Regions from separate parts of the Sus scrofa genome. Here regions 1 and 2 are each linked to region 3. A link is a contact called in public HiChIP or PLAC-seq data. All regions are on one chromosome and are shown on one strand. The core of a region is the stretch at or near the end of the contact, and the rest is flanking DNA. Distances in the headings are between cores, read along the strand shown. Region 1 overlaps LOC106506547 (a long non-coding RNA gene). Region 2 overlaps LOC106506547 (a long non-coding RNA gene). Region 3 has its middle 260 kb from the start of CLINT1.

Region 1 (2,818 bases), core at 150-2,649, 290 kb before region 3:
GGGGACACTCGCTGTTGGACTCTCCCTTCCCCAAGCCAAAACTGTGACTATCACCATATCAATACCTTTCCCCCCACAAGTGCACTTTCACTGTTGTCCTGAGAAATCCCCTCTCATCCACTTCATGGGATCCCGATGAGACTCTAATTTAAGGGCAACCATCTCCCGTCTTCCTCTCTCATGTCAGCCTTTCAAAGAGGCGATTAAGTTCAGGGTCCAAATTAGGCCTGTTGACCTTTCACCCCACCAAGACTTTGAATCTTGAGAAAGATGACAAATAGCTACATATTCTAGTAATAAACTCGGAGCAGACTGTTCATATTCTTTCTTGCTACACAGATCCTAAAGCTGTAAGATTCTTATCTGATTCCTACCCTGATTCTCAAAACTTTCTCCAAATCCATGAGCCCTCCTTTCTCCTATGTTACATTCCTTTCTGCCTAAATTAAGGCAAGGGTTGCCTGCCATGAATTAACCTCAAATGAGAGGGTGTCTAAGAGAAAGCACCCGGTATACAGCTTCATGCTCGTTCTCGATCTTCCTTTTCCTGCTCCCACTAGGAAAATGGGCAAAAGGAATGCAAATCATACTTGTGGTATATGAGAGGATAAATAAATAAATGAGCAAAAAACGAAGCATTATTACTAATGAGTCTGGGTTTAGGGCCTGGCGTGAGCATCTTCATCCCAGATGTTCTCATGGGATCTCCTCGAAAGCTACATTCCCATGGGATTCTCAATGAAGTTTGGAACATGAGAGCGATTTGTCTGGCTCCTCTTCCTGCTCAATTTTCTGTCAGGGGCCCCCACACTCACTCATGGCCTCAACCATTTGGAGTTGATGGCTGATACATGCATAAATGTCAGGCAGCATCTAGAGCAGGAGAGAGAACTGCTACCTACCCTCTGTTTCCCGGCTGTATTTGGGGAATGGTTTGTATTAGCTTTGCCTTAAAGCAGGCGAGCCTTGGCACGTCTTCAGATGGGTGTGCTGTGCATGTGTGTGTACTCGGTTGCCAAGTTACCCCAGGAACAACACACCCTCGCTGTTCTAGTCTCCTGCCCAGGATGTGTTCTTGGTGCCATTGCTGGAGAAGAAAGACCCACCCGGCCCTGTGGACCCTCTGATCTTTTTTCACCTATGTGTACAAATCAGGCCTTGGTCCTCAGTGCTAGTATTCCCATCCTGAAGATTCCAAACTGTGTGCTCAGAATTCTAAGGAGCTGAAGCGTTTCCCCAGCTGACCAGGATTTATACCTCTCACTAGTTACAAACACGCAAGTGTGAAAGATATACATAAAGATGGAGTTCACCCAAGCTAGACAGGGGCCAGGGGAAGGAAATCCACAAAATCAGGTCGGCTTCCACTGGACCAGCTTGGCCAATGCGCTTTCATAACCCCATCAATTCAGGGCTTTCATGGATTTGATTTTCTTTCAGCCCAATCCACTAAGGAGTTGCTCAGGAGTTCTGTGGATTTTCTGCACAATTACAGATTATCGCCATGGCAACAACAGAACCACGTGACAGCTGTGCTACCTCAGAGACCAGGAACAGCCACTTACAGGCACCACACATCATCTCGTAATGGGACTCTGTGCTGTTGGCCTCACATTGTTTTAAGGCTAATCACTGCTTTTTCACAGATGGAGTTTTTCCCCACCCACTCTATTTTCATGATCTTTTAAAACAGTTTGGATTTGCTCTAAAACAGTTCCACATTTGCCTGTGTTTATTTGGTCATAAAAAAGGTATTATTTGGGGGGGGCAGAAGGAAAAAAAGTGGGGTAAAACTTGATGAGTGGAGGATGATGGGAGGCAAGAGGCAGAGGGGAAACGATTTTGCCTGCAGACCGTTTTCTCCCGACCTTGTCACTGGGTTGAAACCCACGACAGTACTGAGGGTCTGAGTCGGCCACGCAGAAGGCCACCCTGCAAATGAGTAAAACTTGCTTTCTCTTAAATGAACTCAACCCTCTTGTCCACTTTGCAAGCACAATGAGAAATGGGGCCACTGATAATTAAGTTAGAGATGTGATTGAGAAGGGGGACCAGGTAATACTTTCTCTCTGGCAAAACAATCAATTTATTTTTCAGAAATTTGTGCACATAGCCAAACCCCAGGCTCTGTCTGCCAAACATTCTCCCCTTAATTTTTTAACCTCTGGGCATTTCAAAGAAAATTGAATCCACATGTTTTCAGATTCATTTGTAAATGCAGTTTGCTCAGAGCTGTTTGATGACCAGTGTGCCCTTTGAGTGTTTTTATGAGCTTAAACTCATTTTCTCCCAAGCCTCTTGCTTCTGAACCAGGAAGTGGCATTTGGAGTTTGCGGCAGAATCCAGAAACGATCATTCTCTAAAGCCTTCGCCAGGGTCTCATGTCGCTTTCTGGACCCTGGTAAAATTAAGAAAAGGATTTCACAGAAGAGAGAAGAATAATCGAGCTAACTTGTTTTTGCAACTGAAAAGCAGATCTGATAGGAACAGGAGCAACTTCCTGGATCACGTGGCTTCCCCATCTTTCTTTATTACTGATTACATTTGTATGTCAGCAGAGACTTACTTTCCCAGGGACAAGTCTCCACCTGTGACATGATTCTTGGATCAGAATAATGCTTCAGAGGCAGAGATGGATGTTTAGATTCAGCAGAAAACAATCTTTGTTTACTACAGTGAATCATATCTGTAAAGGAGAAGAGGCCCCTTTCACTCTGGATCCCTGGAATCAGGGTACTCTTTTCTAACTCAGCCCTGTGATCTCAAACAAAATTCTAACTTCCAGGAAGGTGGGAGTATTATATGTAGGTGTTCTGGA
Region 2 (2,908 bases), core at 311-2,810, 320 kb before region 3:
CCCTGGAATTAAAAATAGTAATAATCCGCTCCCTCTAAAAACTGTGCTCCCAAGAATCGGTATCAGAGAAACACAACCCTCACGTGTAAAGACAAAGATCCATGGTGACAGTGAGTAACACTGGATGTTGGAAGCAATCAGGTGATCATCCAGAGTGAATTAATTAAAGAATCTGAGTTCCCCTCATGGCCTAGGGGTTAACGAAGCTGACTAGTAACCATGAGGATAGGGGTTTGATCCCCGGCCTTGCTCAGTGGGTTAAGGATCTGGTGTTTCTGTGAGCTGTGGTGTAGGTCACAGATGTGGCTCGGATCCCACATTGTTGTGGCTGCGGCTGTGGCTGTGGTATAGGCTGTAAGCTACAGCTCAGAATCGTTCCCTAGCCTGGGAACCTCTATATGCCTCGGTGTGGCCCTAGAAAGACAAAAGACAAATAATAAGAATAAGAATAAGGCACAGCCAATACAATGAAACCCTTTAAAAGAATGGCCTGTGGAGTTCCTGTTGAGGCTCACTGGGTTAAAGACGTGAGGTTATCTCTGTGAGGAAGCAGGTCAATCCCTGGCCTCCCTCAGTACATTAAGGATATGGTGTTGCCACAGCTGCAGTGTAGGTCACAGATGCAGCTCAGATCCAGTGTTGCTGTAGCTGTAGGGTAGGCCCCAGCTGTAGCTCTGATTCAAACCTCTAGCCCAGGAACTTCTACATGCTGCAGGTGTGGCTGTTAAAAAAAAAAAACAAAAAAAACAAAAAAAACAAACAAACAAACAAACAAAAAAACCACTAAAAGCAAAAGAATGGGCTAAGTCTGGAATTTCACTCTGACAGAAATGCACCCAGAAAACACTTTTAAATGAACAAAAGCAAGATACAGGATCGTTATGTACATAAGATATATATTTTCGTACCAAACGCTCACCCACAAATGAGATTGACTAACACAAACTGCAGAATTTCAATCAGTGGTTCTTCAATTAGAAAAAAATTCTACATAAACGTCAATCTATTTAATGGGTTATACTTAGGAAGTCGATGAGATGGGGAAAGGGGAGACTTCTACTTTTCATTTTACATTCTTCTTTATTAGTTAAATGTTTATAAACAGAATACATTATGTTTATAAGATTTAAAAGAGAGGAAAAATATTTGCCAGTCACACTCCCTCCCCTCACACACTGTCTTCCAACCCAAATGTTAATCTGGCTGCTGTAAAAAAGAAAATGATGGACGCTCTACTGGCTGGATTTCTGTACAGATCAAAAACACCCTGCATCTTTTCCATTCAGCATTCCATTAAAGCGTAATAGAGCCAAGTCCTGTGTGTGGGAAAGTGTGTCTTTGTGTGTGTGGATCCCGTTGTAGTTACAACGGCTCCTCCCTTTGGTAACAATTTAACACCCACATGCATCCTCAGGAAGGTCAAAAGGGAAAGGCAAGAATAAAAAAAACATGTTTAAGAAATGTTAACTAGCTCCCACTTCCAACATTCTTTTCCCGCACATTAGAAAACGACATCATGCATGTTTCCATGAGTGTCTGGTGGCTTTAATAAAATGAGTGGTGATATCGTCCGTAGAAAAAGTGGGAAGCTGGCAGCACACTTCTCATCGGAAATGAGGCACTGTGCTGGGAATAACATTGGATTTTACAACATAAATTTAAAAGTCATCATGCTTAATTCTGTATCCTTTTCATAATTCCTCCAGGAGTCTTGTGGCCATTTTGAAATGTTAGAGTCCAAGGAAAAGAAAAATCATGGAATTTCCACATTCATGGAAAACTAGCACCTTCTCAGATGATTAAAAAATCAAAATTCCACTCACAAAAGAGCAAGGAGGTAATTTCCTGTAATTTTATATTTGAAACTTCAACTCCAATCTTTAGCAGACTTAAGTGGCAAAGTACGAATTCTGATCACCAGCAGGTTTTAAGGTGTTTCAAGTGAAAGAAACAAGCTTGAGGGATTTATGACAATATTTGGGAGATATTTTTGAGTGTGCCATGGTGCAATGCTTTCCCTTAGCTGTTGTGATCCTCTCTCCCTCTGAAGGAATGAGTAAGTAAGTAAAACACTGTGTAATCATATACAATGTACAGTTTAACCTTGGAATCCTTAAACAATGTAAATTTTAATACCAGCTTTTCTCTCAAGTCCCTGTATACCCTTCAAGCATGTTACTAAAACTTTCTGTGTCATAGTCTTAGGACTCCTTACAACATGAGTAAAAATACTTGCCCATTCAGTAAAGATGTTATGGGGATAAATGAAAGGATATACAACAAAGCATTTTTAAAAGTTGAGGAACTATTAACAGAGGTAACATAGTGTAAATGGACATGATACCAACAGAAACTCAATGGTACTGGGTAAATTCTATAGGCGTGTTTCTTCTTCTGTGAAATGGGATGATTAACTAATAATTAAATCAACAAAACAGTTTATGTCCTCAACTTGCCAGGCACTGTTTTAGCTGTTTAGAAGAGTAATTGTTCTATTCTGCCTACTCACAGGATGTTATAGTATCAATAAAGCAACATCCGGAAAAAAACTTGGGAAAACCTTGAAGTGCTGTGCCCTCGTACAAGGTTATTATCATTTTTTCTTTTTTTTTTTTTTCACTCGTTTAAAAATAAATTTATTGAGCGCTTGTTTGTTAAAAGCAACCAATCAGAAAAATTCCTCTCTGAGAGCTCAAAGTCTACTGTGCTTGCTGGACAGATTGATAGAATCACAATTGTCTTTGAAAAGTAGAATGACATGGTATTAAAAGAGAGCCACACCCCAGCTTCTTGGGTGACTGTAGAGAAACGAGTGGCTTAGGAAGGATTCCTGCAGGAGACTGGTTTGGTCTGTCCTGATGCTGCTGCAGAGAGACCTGTCAATCCAGCAGCACCTCATCCATTCAAT
Region 3 (2,879 bases), core at 263-2,762:
TCTCAACTCTTTGGGCTGCTAAGGGAAGTGATTGCCCTAGAAGAGAAGCTGCTGCCTCTGAACTTAGAGCACCATAAATCGAGTGGGGATGAGCTTAGGTGTGGACAGTGGGTTCCTTCTGATGTTCCCAATAGCAGGCTGCCAGCCAACAAGTGGGCAGCTCAGAGCAGCTGCATTTCCAACCAGCAGACCAGGGCAAGCTACTAACGTGTGGACACAACCTCTCCACAATTTGCTTAAAAGCCACACTGTGTTTCCTGGACAATGGCCACAGGCCAAAATACACACGTTCCGGTTTTTACGGCTCTAAGGTAAGCATTCTTTCAATGGTTCTCTCCCTGTTCCCTTGCTGTCTAGTGCATTGTGTTTTGCTCGTTCCTTCTCCTTTTTTCTTTTTTCTTTTTTTCCTTCCCAGCTCTGCTCTCTGCCTCCCTTGCTTCAACCCTCCTGCTTCAAAGCTTGCTAGCCATGATCTCAATCTCCTGCCTTGCTTTTCTGCCACCTCTCCATCACAGAGGTTTTCCTCTCCTTTTGGTCAGGTTTTCTCTAATTACTAGACTTCCTCTCCCTCTGTTTTCCTGTTTGCCTGGCAGAGCCTCCTTCCCCTGCCTTTTAAGTTTCCCGGCATTAGCACCGACTTGAAAGCACCACTCTGGCTTCCTGGTCTTCTTGTTCCCCCGCTGGTCCATCCTCTCTCCTCCACCATGGCTTCCCTGCACGGCCCTTTCCTTTCCCTCTGGACACCTGGTCCCATGCGCCCCTCTCACCCTCCCCATCCCCTTCACCCTTCACCTCTGTTCTTTGTTCCTTTGTCTCCTGTCTTTCCTCAGCCCTCCCATCCCTCCTCCTAGGTCCCCTCTCCCGGTTTCCATCCCCCTAACCTTATCTTTGTTTTCCTTCCTTCTGGCTGCTGATAGAGTGGGAGTAGTTGCAGGCTGCATCCCTGATTTCACATGCAGACCCAGAGCCAGCATGTCAGTCTAATATTAACATTGCCCAGAGAAAGGGGGTCTTGGTCCCTATAAGCAATTTCGCCGTGCAGCTTGGAGCTGAGCTAGAAGGCTTTAGAATAAAGCCATGAGAAGTCTGAGGCATCCCGCTTGGCAGGCAGCATGGAGAAAGGACCGTTTCCTTTTCCCACTGATCTCGTTTAAGTCAAGGCCAAAGACCAGGGCTGAGACCAGGGCTGAGACATTTGTAAGTTGTAGCCTTGGGGTGGGACCTCAGTGACCTGCCCTGCTCCTTCACAACACACACACACACACACACCCACACACACACACACACACTTCTTACTCACATCTGTTCAGAGCAAAAGGCCCTGTGAATTTTCACATGTGGTGTATGAAACAAAAAATAAGATCTATAAAGGGAACCAAAACCAGCACAAAGGAGATACTGCTGCTGAGGAAAGGGCTGTGCTCCATCCCCTCTGCCTCTTGCCCCTCAGTTCTTTTCAACTTCAGTCGTTCCTGTTTCCTTGACTGAGCCCCACTGGAGCATAGCGGGCGTCTTTCCTTAGAGGACAGCGCCATCTAGCAGGTGAAATGCCAAACCCTGACCATGGAGCCTGGAAACAAACTAGTCTCCCAACCAGTTCCCAGCTTCCCTGTTTTTAACTGTTGGCCAGTCAAACCCCATTTAGTCTGAAATAGTGATTTAACAATTTGGCCTTGTTGGAGATTTGTCCATTTCCAACCACCTCTATTTCTCCAGGCGTGACTGAGTTTCAGTTTGCGGCCTTAGTTTATCGAAAAGGCAAAAAAGTTCTAGAACCCACAGACTGCCTGATGCTAGGGAGCTTCAGGTGACTTTTCTAAAGAAAAACAAAAAAGAACATCTTAAAAATATCTGAATGGCTCAGGTGCCCTCTGGAACTCCGCAGCAATATTTGCTTCTCTTTCCTTTTTCAATCATTTCATCCCCTTCCTCCCTTTCACAGTTACTGAGTGCCTGCTGTGTACCTGGCACTATGCTAAGTTAAGTAAGAGACAGCTCCTCTCTGCAGAGCATCATAGTCCAATGAACTCAGATGTTAGACCCCTGAGTTTGCAAAACCTCTGATCTGGGATGGGGTCTTTGTAAACCTAGCTGTGCTAAGGGTCCGGGGAATAAAGGAGAGAAGACAGTCCCAACACCCCCACTTTCTACCTCTATCCAAACAGTTTTATGCTTATCCAGGTTTTACTTCTTGAAAATTTTGTTTCAATAAGCTTCTATTTTGAAGCTTAAGAAGTATTTTGAAGACTTCTGCTCCAATCTAAATGTCTCACTCCATGGATTAGGATATGGGGTCCAGAGAAGTTTAAGGACTCATTCAAGGCCATAGAATTAGGGCAATAGCTCTCCAAGTTCTACTTTCCTGGGTCCTTGACAATAAGGACAATGAGACCCACCAGGTCTTTACAGCCAAAGTGAATTCTCTGATTATTTTATATTTTTGTTTGCTTCTCTCCTGGCAAGACTCCATGGAGGCAAGGGATGGTATACAAGCCTCCTAGGACTGCCATAGGCACAGTGGGTGCCTTCAGCAATGAGAGATCTCTTTTCTTATACTTCTGGAGGCTAGAAGTCCAAGATCATGGTGGTGACTTTCTGGAGTTCCCGTCGTGGCACAGTGGAAACGAATCCGACTGGGAACCATGAGGTTGCGGGTTCGATCCCTGTCATCACTCAGTGGGTTAAGGATCCGGCACTGTCACGAGCTGTGGTATAGGTTGCAGACACAGCTCAAATCTGGCATTGCTATGGCTGTGGTGCAGGCCAGTGGCTACAGCCCCGATTCTATCCCTAGCCTGGGAACTTCCATGTGCCATGGGTGTGGCCCTTAAAAATAAATAAATAAATAAATAAAGGTAGTGACTTTCTTCTGAAGGCCA

The links. HiChIP or PLAC-seq counts read pairs in DNA pulled down with a chosen protein or histone mark.
Region 1: an H3K27ac HiChIP or PLAC-seq map of skeletal muscle shows a contact between it and region 3. The contact joins two enhancer-like sites. A contact is called at or near these places in 3 of 47 Hi-C or Micro-C datasets (embryonic fibroblasts, epiblast stem cells and omental adipose tissue) and 1 of 2 datasets of contacts at active chromatin or transcription factors (skeletal muscle).
Region 2: a contact with region 3 is called in an H3K27ac HiChIP or PLAC-seq map of skeletal muscle, with 19 times the contacts expected there. The contact joins two enhancer-like sites. A contact is called at or near these places in 2 of 47 Hi-C or Micro-C datasets (heart right ventricle and skeletal muscle) and 1 of 2 datasets of contacts at active chromatin or transcription factors (skeletal muscle).

The regions. Positions count from the first base shown.
Region 1 is chr16:64,949,247-64,952,064 of Sscrofa11.1, forward strand. The region is part of intron 4 of LOC106506547 (a long non-coding RNA gene); the gene reads right to left. Among named protein-coding and RNA genes, the nearest start is that of CLINT1, 550 kb to the right of the region's middle. Within about 2 kb of position 1,400, at least 21 of the 83 cell types and tissues checked have an H3K27ac peak or open chromatin away from gene starts, as enhancers often do. A contact at or near this core is called in skeletal muscle, where this site is marked.
Region 2 is chr16:64,911,256-64,914,163 of Sscrofa11.1, forward strand. All of the region lies in intron 4 of LOC106506547 (a long non-coding RNA gene), which reads right to left. Among named protein-coding and RNA genes, the nearest start is that of EBF1, 550 kb to the left of the region's middle. Within about 2 kb of position 1,561, at least 6 of the 83 cell types and tissues checked have an H3K27ac peak or open chromatin away from gene starts, as enhancers often do. A contact at or near this core is called in skeletal muscle, where this site is marked.
Region 3 is chr16:65,235,484-65,238,362 of Sscrofa11.1, forward strand. No RefSeq gene overlaps it. Among named protein-coding and RNA genes, the nearest start is that of CLINT1, 260 kb to the right of the region's middle. Within about 2 kb of position 1,513, at least 12 of the 83 cell types and tissues checked have an H3K27ac peak or open chromatin away from gene starts, as enhancers often do. A contact at or near this core is called in skeletal muscle, where this site is marked.